Linked DNA regions of Ovis aries: region 1 is linked to region 2. Evidence: chromatin contacts called from public Hi-C data. All regions are on one chromosome and are shown on one strand. Each heading gives the region's core, a stretch centred on a gene start, on an enhancer-like site or on the middle of the called end of the contact. The rest is flanking DNA. Distances are from core to core; before and after follow the strand shown. Region 1 holds the start of GSG1L (GSG1 like). Region 2 overlaps KATNIP (katanin interacting protein).

Region 1 (5,275 bases), core at 1,230-3,729, 370 kb before region 2:
TCCCTGCCTTGTTGTTCTCCCAAGCTCATGACGCCTGCTGACTCTCCAATGTACTCATTAATGCCATCATGCTTTTTTCTCCTTGGTGCTGTATCCAAGGATAATGGAAGAATATCTTAGACGGAAATATCAGACCCCTCTGTGCTTTCTCTAGGTGTGTCTTAAGAGAGTGTGGTCTCGGAGACATATGTCCCCTGGGCTCTCCTCGCTTTGGACAGCCGCGACAGGGTTCCCAGGCTCTAGGTCCCTGAGTCCTGCACATATGCACGTGCCACTGTCTCAAGCCAACATCCAAGGAATTGATTTTCAAATGTGTACAGATGCTCCTCTGATGAATATTGTACAGCCATTTAAAAGCGCTACTGAATTCCTTTTAGCTGCTTGGCCATGATTTATTTTCTCTGTCGACCAATATTCTCAATGCCACCATTATTGAATGGAAGTCCTCCTTCTCAAAATAGTTGGGAACGCCTTGCCTAAGGCCAGAAAAGGGATCTAATAAACAAGTCTGGGGACCCTTGGCCATCCTTCATACAGGGTTCCTGCCAGGAACGTCGCCCACAATTACTCTCACCTACCCCCAGGCAGAGTAGCAGCAGCTTCCAGGGAGCAGGGGCTCACTCACCAGAGTGAGGCAATTCATAATCCGTTAACCTTGAATTCTGCAAGTCCTGCCACTCCACGAGCTGGGGCTTGTGAGAGCCGTTCTCAGCTTGGGAGGAATTCAAATGAGCTCTTGCAAGCAGCATGCACCTCATTGCTGCACATCCCGGGCGTCTGGGCACCGTGTGCTGTACAGTGTGGCCAGGGTTCTGGGAATGTGGTTATCTGAGAGCAGAGGTGCAGGAGTGCTCACAGTCAGCCATCCCACCTTGCACAAGAGATCCTGAGAAGGTCTGTGCAAATTTGATCTGATGATCTTGGTTCAGATGTTAATAATAATGTGTGCTAAGTTGCCTCAGTCATGTCCAACTCTTTGTGACCCCAAGGACTGTAGCCCACCAGGTTTCTCTGTCCACGGGGATTTTCCAGGCAAGAATACTGGAGTGGGTTGCCATGCCCTCCTCCAGGGCATCTTCCCCACCTAGGGACTGAACCTATGTCTTCATTGGCAGGCGAGTTCTTTACCACTAGCGCCACCTGGGAAGCACGTTAATAATACTGGGCAGCATTTACTGAGCACCTACTATATGCCAAGTGCTTTATGCAGGCACAATCTCATCACAACAGCCCAGTATTCCTCCCTGTTCCTCCTCCCCCCCTTTGTAAAATAGATAGGGAAGTAGAGAGGTTTGGTAACTGGTTCAGAGCCCACAGGCGGTCAAGCCCCAGGGTTGCCTGACCTCCAAAGTCAGTATTCTTGACCTTTCTGTCCATCCCCAAACTTGAAGATTCTGGGTTGGCAGCCTCTGTGGAGACACCCCTGTCTGATAACTGCAACAGGTTCCTGTCTGGCATGGTATCTCCTTGGGTCATACTGCTAAGGATCTGGGCTGGGTGGGGATGGCCTGCGAGGGGGAGCTCCATTTCTGTATCTAACACCTGGGCACCTTGTGTGGTTCATTCCTGGCAGTTCCATGCCTTGATAGGGAGGCTTCATTCTGCTGGGCGAGCCTGTCCTATTGGTTCATACAACCCAAATCTCCATGGGAGAGAGACCCCCCAGGGGAAGCATAAGCCCTTCAGACTAGTGCCTGGTGAGGTACCCCTCCTGATAGGTCCTGTAACTCCAGAATCAGTAATGAAGCATCCGTCCCAGTGGGTCCAGCAGCTTCCTTGGTGTGTGAAACCCAAAACTCTGCAGCTCAAACTCTTTGGGGATCCTTCCTGGGGTTCCCTCTTGGGGCGAGGGTGCTGCGGGCCCCTGTTCTTCGTGGGGACCCCAGCAGGCTTGCTCTTCTCTCTAGAGGGCGGGACTTCTTCGGTTCCTGCGCGAGATGACCCCTCCCGGCTGGTTTTGTGGCTTCACCTCCCTCTTTCTCCGAGAGCGCCTCTCTGGCACTCTTGCTTTTCAGACCCTTCACTCGGGTGCCGGTGTCTCCACGCCGCCTCTTCTCTGCCGGGCCCCCCTCCGCCCGCGCCCGGCGAGGGGCGCCCCCTCTCCCCGTGAGGGCGGGAGCCAGAACAGCGTCTCCGGCCGCCTGCAGGTGTCTCCCCACGGAGGGGCGCGCGTCCCTGCGCCGTGGCCGCTGCCAGGCGCCCGCGGCTCCTCGCCGAGGTGCACTCGCGCTCCGGGCTCCGGGCGCGCCGGAGCCGCTCCGCCGCCCGCCCCGCGCGTTTCCCCGCGCGGCCCCCGCGCGCCGCGCCCCCACCCCCGGGGTAGGGGGGCGGGTCATGGGCCCGCGCCGCGTCCGCCGCCGCCCATCGCAGGCGCCCGAGCCCCGGGGCGCGGCGGGCAGCGGCCGCTGACGCGGGGCGCCGGCTGCCAACTTCGCGCGCGGAGCTCCCCGGCGGCGCGGTCCCGGCGGCGCGGGCGGCATGAAGACGAGCCGCCGCGGCCGAGCGCTCCTGGCCGTGGCCCTGAACCTGCTGGCGCTGCTCTTCGCCACCACCGCCTTCCTCACCACGCACTGGTGCCAGGGCACGCAGCGGGTGCCCAAGCCGGGCTGCGGCCAGGGCGGGAGCGCCAACTGCCCCAACTCGGGCGCCAACGCCACGGCCAACGGCACCGCCGCCCCCGCCGTCCCCGCCGCCCCCGCCGCCGGGAACGGCCCCCCTGGCGGCGCGCTCTACAGCTGGGAGACGGGAGACGACCGCTTCCTCTTCAGGAATTTCCACACCGGCATCTGGTACTCGTGCGAGGAGGAGCTCGGCGGGCTCGGTGAGTGAGCGGCGGCGCCCCGGGGCTCGGCTCCCGGCTCCCCCAGGGCTGCGCGCTCCCTCCTCGCGCCGGGGCTGGGGGCCCCGCGCCGCCGCTAGGACGCCGTGCCCCGCGCTCCGCAGGCGCGGCCGGCCCAGCGTTCGGGCGCGGGGAGCGCGGCGGGCAGGTTGCCGGATGGTGTGGTGGTGGTGTCTGTAAGATGCTGTGCTTTCGGGACTCTCCACCGTTTCAAGGTTCAAGAGGAGCTCCTGCCCCTTCCGAGCGCCAGGCGCCTTTAGTGGGGGGCGGGGGACGTCGCCGCGCCTTGGGGAGGCGCGTCTCCCGGCCACCCGCCCCGGCTGCCGGTCGGCGGGGCGCGCGTTCCTTTCCGCGCCAGAACTCATCTTCACGCTCGCCCCTTCCCCGCTTTTCCTTCGCGGGGCTCTGGCTGCCCCCGTCCCTCCCGGGGTGGTGGGGGTGTTGCTGCAGGGACTGTTGCTATCAGCTGCCCCCTCCCACCGCAGATCCACAGAGCCCGGAGCCCAGGGGGTCATTCTTCCCCGCACCCCATTTCCAACCCGCGCTCATCGGCTCCCAGCCCGGGTTTGGGGAGTGAGCAGTGGGGGCAGTCAGGTTGGTTCCCTGCAAGGGGCAAGGAACGCTTCGCGTCAGGCCCCCCGCCCGGGGAGAAGATGAGGCGGGAGGCAGAGAAGGCAGGCGGGAAAGCTGGACAGCCCCGGGAGGATCCGATCAAAATTGAGGCGGGGGGCGGGGGGGGGGCGAGGTTTGTGGGGGAAGGGGGTGACTTTTCAGAAGACAGATCCAACTGCGCGCGCGGCCTCGCACCCTTGCCTGTACCCGCAGGAGGCGGCCAGGGCTGGAATAAGGGTCCCCGAGGGGAATAAGGGTCCCCGAGGCAGGCAGCGAGGCCAGGGCAGGTCCCCGGGGCCCCATGCTGGGGACGCTGATCCACACCACCCGGAACCTCCCGGACGCTGGAGAGGATGTTGCTCCAAGTTCAGGTGAGGGGACCCTCTTGAGTGAATTGACCTCTCTCCCCAAGGTTAAAACTCTCCATCTGTCGCTTAGCTCTCAGATGTCAACGTGGGCTATGTGTGCAGTCACACGGAGACACGAGTGGGCCACAAACCTCCAGTTTGCCCTGAGTTAGGCTTTGGCCTGACTGGTTGAAAGGACCGAGGGAAGGTGTGAAATAAACCCGGGGAGGCTGCAGTCCCTGCAGGGAATGCCCTTTCCCATGTCTTCCCTGGCTGGCTCCTCCTCTGCTCCAGGGGGACTTCCTGGCAGGGTCCCCTGCAGAGAAGACCTCCCTGTCCCCCTCTGGAGGCAGAGTCTTCCCATCTTTGTATTGATAGCTCATTGCCACTTTTATCTCCCCCATCACACGTGGCACAATCTGAAGTTTTCTGGGGGCATGCCTTCGGCCACCCGCTTCTTGTCCCCGGTCCCCATAGGCTGGCACTCTATGAGGGCAGGACCCTAGCCATCTTGTTCATTGCCATGCCCAGTCTCTGGGTATTGTCTAGTGCATAGAAGGTCTTCAGTACCTATTTGCAGGATAAATGTTGCATGAGGCCTCAGGACCATGGACTGGAGGTTTCCTGGGGTGCTGCCTGCTCTGTCTCGCCTCTGGGGGTGGCCCACTGAACTTTTATGGCACCACTTGCTTGATACTGGCTGCTTGCCAAAGACCATCTGAATAGGGTCATGCCCTGACCAGTTTCACCCCATCAGACTTACTTCTGGCGTGCACTCAGGACATGAGTATTTTACTCTGGGATGTAATAATAATAATAATAAATTAACCTTAAAAGACATCTTGGCTAAAATTCCCTGCTTTCCACTCATCCTAGTCCTCTCCCACAGAGGCCCTGGAATGCCTTATCCTGGAAAGGATCTGCACCCTTTTGGGGGTAGAAGTCCCTCCCCACGCTTCACCTCTGCCTCTCACCACGTTTCTCCTCATGGAAACTCTCAGACCACCTGCTCCTTCCTTTGTGTACACACTCAGATCCAACACTGTGCCTGGCGGTGGCGTGGTCCCGTCTCTGCTCCATGAAGTGCCAGGGTCTTCACTGGCCAGCTTAGCCTCTCAATTGTTGGAGGTCCCTCCAGGCCTCTTCCTGAAGGTCACGCCCCGAACTGTTGCTGTTATTTCCCTGTAGCTCATCCGTGCGGCTCGTTCAGGGCTTGACACAAGATGTTACGGATTTTTTGATTGGAGTATAGTTGCTTTACAGTGTGTTAGTTTCTGCTGTACAACAAAGTGAATCAGCAGTATGTATATGCATAGCCCCACACAGGATGTTTAAATTCTTCAAGCTTTAAGGAATGTTAATTAAAAAAATTGAAAACAATACTAGCTCACAATTATTGAGCCCTTGATGTGTACCAGGCACTGTGAAAACGTCTCACCTGCGAAATCTTGTTGAACACCCTTGCGCGGCAGGCACT
Region 2 (4,997 bases), core at 687-3,186:
GTCCCTTCAGATCCTAGAGAAGACCCCAGAAATAAGGGCTGAAGAGCTTGTGTACAGTTAAACAAACACATCAACACTCTGATCTAGGGGTACAAACCCCAGTGTCAGTGTGAGATTCTGGCAGCACAAGGATAAGGAGAACCTGGGCGATTTCATAAGTTCCTTCTTTTCTCTTTTTGGATGTTTGTGACTTTTTCTTATTAACCTTTTCATTTTGTACTGAAGTTTAGCCAATGATGGAATAGGAAATGGCAGCCTACTCCAGTATTCTTGCCTGGAAAATTCCATGGGCAGAAGAATCTGCCAGGCTACAGTCCATGGGGCCACAAAGAGTCAGACATGACTGAGCAACTGAACACACACACACACAGCCAATGAACAGTGTTGTGATCGTTCCAGGTGGACATCAAAGGGGCTGAGCCATACATAACACAAGTATCCATTCTCCTGTAAGCTCCTTCTGCATCTCCTGCTTAGAACACTTACAAAGTCAGTCAAAAAAGAGGCGCTACGTGGTGGCCTGTGCCTTTTTATTATCACTACATGGGACTTCCCAGGTTGTTCAGAAGGTAAAGAATCCGCCTGCAATGTGGGAGACCCGGGTTCGATCCCTGGGTTGGGAAGATCCCCTGGAGTAGGAAATGGCAACCCGCTCCAGTGTTCTTGCCTGGAAATTTCCATGGACAGAGGAGCCTGGCAGGCTGCAGTCCAAGAGGTCGCAAGAGCAGGATACAACTGAGCGAGCAAACCACCACCACCACGTGGGCAAAAGCCTCCTCCTCTTACATCTCAGTGACCTGGGGCTGGGGTGGAGCGGCACATCCAAGATGATTATCTGTGGCCTTACACTTGCCTCTTCTTGGGAAAGGATAATCAGGAAGGCATTTTCTTTATGCAGGATCCATATCATCTGCACAAACCCTTCTGCCCTGAGTGTCTTTCATCTGGGAGGGAACACTCCTGCGACAACATGGTTGTTGGGTCCTGCCTGTGCCCTTTGAGTCATATTATGCTAAGAAGATGCTTTTAAAAATTAAATCAGCCTTTCTCCCAGTGAAGGTCGATGCTGCACCTCCACTACCCGAGTTCTCCCCACTCATGGCTGCCCAGAAATGTGCACACAGCGCCCGCGTCCTCCTGGTTCACACCCCCGCTGCTGGGCTGTGTAGACTGCATTTCCTCATTGCACACGAGGGTGCCACCTTTTTTTACTTCATTGGAAGTTCCCCTTGCTCCTTTGGGTGAGCTGTTTCTGCACCGGCCTGAGCCCCATGTGAGGGTGGATTTATTTTCATCACAGCTGTGGAGAACAGTGGATTTATTCACACAATAGATCAGTGCCACCAGCGAAAGCCAAATGGTACATTTAAATTTATCCCAAAGCTGCTCTTTTCTGGTTGAAAACTACCCCTCTTCTGTGAACTGCACTTTCTCCTCGCTTCGCTAGAACTTGGCTTTCATCTCTGGAAACAAAAGAGCGTATCAAGTGAGGAGATTTACCGTGAACGCAGCACATGTCACAAAGAAGACGTGAGATACGCGCTGTCCGGTTGGCTCTCCAGCCAGGCAGCTTCTCCCCACCCGCTGGCTGTGATTCAGTGATTCAGAGTCTTAGCAAAATGGCCCCATCCCACAGGCAAGCGGTCTTTGAGGTCAGCCGGGAATCCGACGAAATGGCAAACATTACGTCTGAGAATCACACAGCTCTAGTATAGAGCTCATAGACCCGAAGCCCAATGGCTGAGGCAAGCCTGTAGACTGTGTTGAGTGACTTTTGTAATTGGAAACAGATGTTAAGTTAAAATAAATTTTTAAAAAAGAGGAAATTCATGTGAAAATGGGGATTCCTGGCCTCTCTTGAAAAGTCATGTGATCTGACAGCCCGCACCGGCATGCCTACATGGCAGCTATGCGGTGGGGAGCAGCGCCCCCTGCAGGCAGGGCATTGGCCCTCCAGTTTCCACAGTGGTGGCCACATGCCCCTCAGCCTGGCAACTGCGTGATGTGTGTGGTGAAAGGTTTGGGAAATGGCTAACTTAACCTCGTTCTGTCTTGAGCTGCCCACACTCCCTCTGAAATCCAACCAGGAGGGGGATGGGGGCTGCCTGCTGGGAGGACCGCTGACATCTGAGTGCTCCAGAGCCTCTGTGCATTTTAACCTGACTCACTGAGCATGCACACACAGCCTCATCCAGTTAGCTGCTTCCCATGGTTCAGCAGACTGCGACAAATGACCACAAACGACTCCCACATACAACATGCCGTGTTGTGCTGTGACTCTCCCACACCCACATCAAGAGGTGAGTGCTTGCTCAGTTGCTTCAGTCATGTCCGACTCTGCAACCCTATGGACTGTAGCCCACTAGGCTCCTCTGTCCATGGGGATTCTCCAGGCAAGAACACTGGACTGGGTTGCCATGTCCTCCTCCAGGGGATCTTCCTGACCCAGGGATCAAACCTGGGTCTCTTAGGTCTCCTACATTGGCGGGTGGGTTTTTTACCACGAGGACCACTTGGGAAGCCCCCCATCAAGAGGTAGCTGGAGCCTATTTCTCTAGCTGGGCTTAGCCTGGTGACTTCCTTTGGCCAACAGGTCCTTCGCAGTCACAACTGAGCAGATCCTTTAAAAAGCACTTGCATGCTGAGGCGTGTCCTCTCTGGCTGCCTAGAGACCCCCAGGTGCTGGATAATGAGACCACATGGAACAGAGACAAACTGTCCCAGCTGAGGTCCTCGGGCCAGGGGGCCTGCCAGACACTGTGAGTGAGGCCATGTGAGATCATCCAGCCCACTAGCTCACTATGGAACCAGCCAGTCCACCCGCAGCAATAATAAAAAGCATTGTTGCTTGCAGCCACTACAGCGTGGAGGGGATTGTCAGGCAGCAGGAGATAGCTGATACACCTGGCTTGTCAAAGCCTGTGCTCATCTCATCTCTAAAGCTTGTTTGGGGGCCTCTAGGGGCAGATGCTCTCTGCAGCCCTTAACAATCATCTTTCCGCTGCTGTCTCTTCGTGAGCTCAGGAATGCACATGATTTTTAATGATGTTCAAGGAAGGTGTCAGCCCCCATCTCCTCATCACTGAAAAAGCAACTTCTACTCTTTCCTCTTGCATATTACAGTTCTTTGCTCTGTATCTGGCCTCTGAAGAATTTGTAGCAAAATGTCCTGTGTGGTTAATTTTTATATGAAATGAGCAGCAGTTGCTTTCAGGCTCCAGAGACAGTGACCTTCATGGCATCCATGTTTTCCTTCAGGGAATCACCTCTTCCCCAGCTTTTCAATCCACATGGTTTGGAGGCAACTGCGTCTACCCGCACTCCTGGCCCTGCCTGGGCCCACAAGAAAACAGGTGCCTCTCCCTGACTGTGGAGTTTAGAGATCAATTCAGAAGAGAGCTGGTCCTTGGACTCTGCTGGGACTATTAGGACTATTAGGAAGAGGAGCTACCGGGGACCATCTCTAGGCCATGCTGAGACTATAGATGTGGTTCCCAAAGTGTGGTCCCTGGAACCGTAAAATCAGTATCACCTGGAACTTACTAAGAATCAAAACACTTATGTTCCACCCTAGATGCACTGAATTAGAAACTGGGGCAGGGTCCAAAAATGGGGTGTTAATTTGCTTATTTATCAAATAATTCTGAGGCATGTTCAAGTCTGAGATGCACTGGATTAGAGGAGAGTAGAGCTAAGTGACAAAGAAACACCTTCCTGGTGATAGCATCATCTGAACACCTGGATCCCACCATGCCTGAAGCCAAACTCTAGTCCCAGACTTTTCAGATCTGTGAGCAACACATTTCCCCTTGTTGCTTCGGCCGGTTTGGGTTTCTGGCCCTTGCTGTTAATCGTGAACACCGACACGTGCTATGAGGCGCTGGACTTTGGCAGAATGGTCTTTCTGCAGCGGGTCTTCTTGACAGCAATGCTAACTGCAGGGCTGTCAGGTCTTCTAATTCACTCATGCTGAGGGGTGTTACTTTATTTCTACGTTGGCAGCTTGTCTGGGAAAAGTGGTTCAGATATATCACTTCCCTAAAGCACTCTGACACCTTGGACAGTAAACTTTCTACATTAAAGACTAATGTTCTCTCACCCGCAACAAGACAACAGGTCCTTTCCTGGAAGGCTATTTGATCGAGACCAAAGTAATCCAAGACATGAGGCCCTTTCATTAGAAGCAGGGATAATTATAGTGATAGAGGGGAATTAAACTCTTGTGGAGTTGCCTCATATGTACATTTAATTGACACAAATTCAATTTTATGACTTCGGCCACAGATAAAGGGACAAGGAGAGAAATAACTCTTTTAAGAGTGCAGGCCATAGGTTATACTTATGGTAATGGCTAGCTAGCTAGCTAATCCAGATCAACCCATCCCTGGAACATAAGCAGAAAACCTGGACCAAGTAGTATTAGGAAACTCTGTTTATAAAGAGAAATCTGTCTGAAGGCATGGGGAGTGAATAAGACTATGAAGGGTTATAGGCAGGAAATGAGAAACCCAGAGAGGTGAACTCAGCACCTGGGAAGTGCTTCCCCTCAAGGTGCTGCTGATTCTAAGAGCTGCTGCAAAGCTGAGGAACTGAACAGAGCTGGTGACAGACTTGGGGCTACAGTCTGAGAGTCAGGGTAACCCAGAAATAGTCAAGAGTGAAGGGCACAGCAGTATAAGCAAATCCAAATTACAGTTGACTACTGTAACAACAACAGTAATAATGATGATGTCTGGTGAGGTTTAATATTTACAGAGAATTAAAATGCATGACAATAAGCATTTAATTTTGGAAAGGGGTAAATGGAGTTAGACTTGTAAGGTCTCCACCAAATGAGAAGCAGTAAACTTGCTAATTTAAAGGAGTCGCTAATAATTCAAGAATGCATGTTGCAATCTCTGGTAATGACTAAAAGATAATAAAAGAATGTATAACTAACAAGCTAATAAAGAAAAAACAGGGATAATATAAAGTAATCAGTTCAGAATAGGGCAAGA

Evidence for each region. Hi-C and Micro-C count contacts between places; a contact is called where the count stands out from the background.
Region 1: a contact with region 2 is called in a Hi-C map of hypothalamus, with 2.2 times the contacts expected there. The contact joins the promoter of GSG1L here to the enhancer-like site in region 2. A contact is called at or near these places in 2 of 16 Hi-C or Micro-C datasets (hypothalamus and tail adipose tissue).

Annotation. Positions count from the first base shown.
Region 1 is chr24:26,103,886-26,109,160 of ARS-UI_Ramb_v3.0, reverse strand. It overlaps GSG1L (GSG1 like), which reads left to right and starts at 2,479. Exons shown (of 7, transcript XM_060406221.1): 1 at 2,479-2,821. The coding sequence starts at 2,479.
Region 2 is chr24:25,735,455-25,740,451 of ARS-UI_Ramb_v3.0, reverse strand. The region is part of intron 8 of KATNIP (katanin interacting protein); the gene reads right to left. Among named protein-coding and RNA genes, the nearest start is that of KATNIP, 130 kb to the right of the region's middle. Within about 2 kb of position 1,936, at least 9 of the 54 cell types and tissues checked have an H3K27ac peak or open chromatin away from gene starts, as enhancers often do. A contact at or near this core is called in hypothalamus, where this site is marked.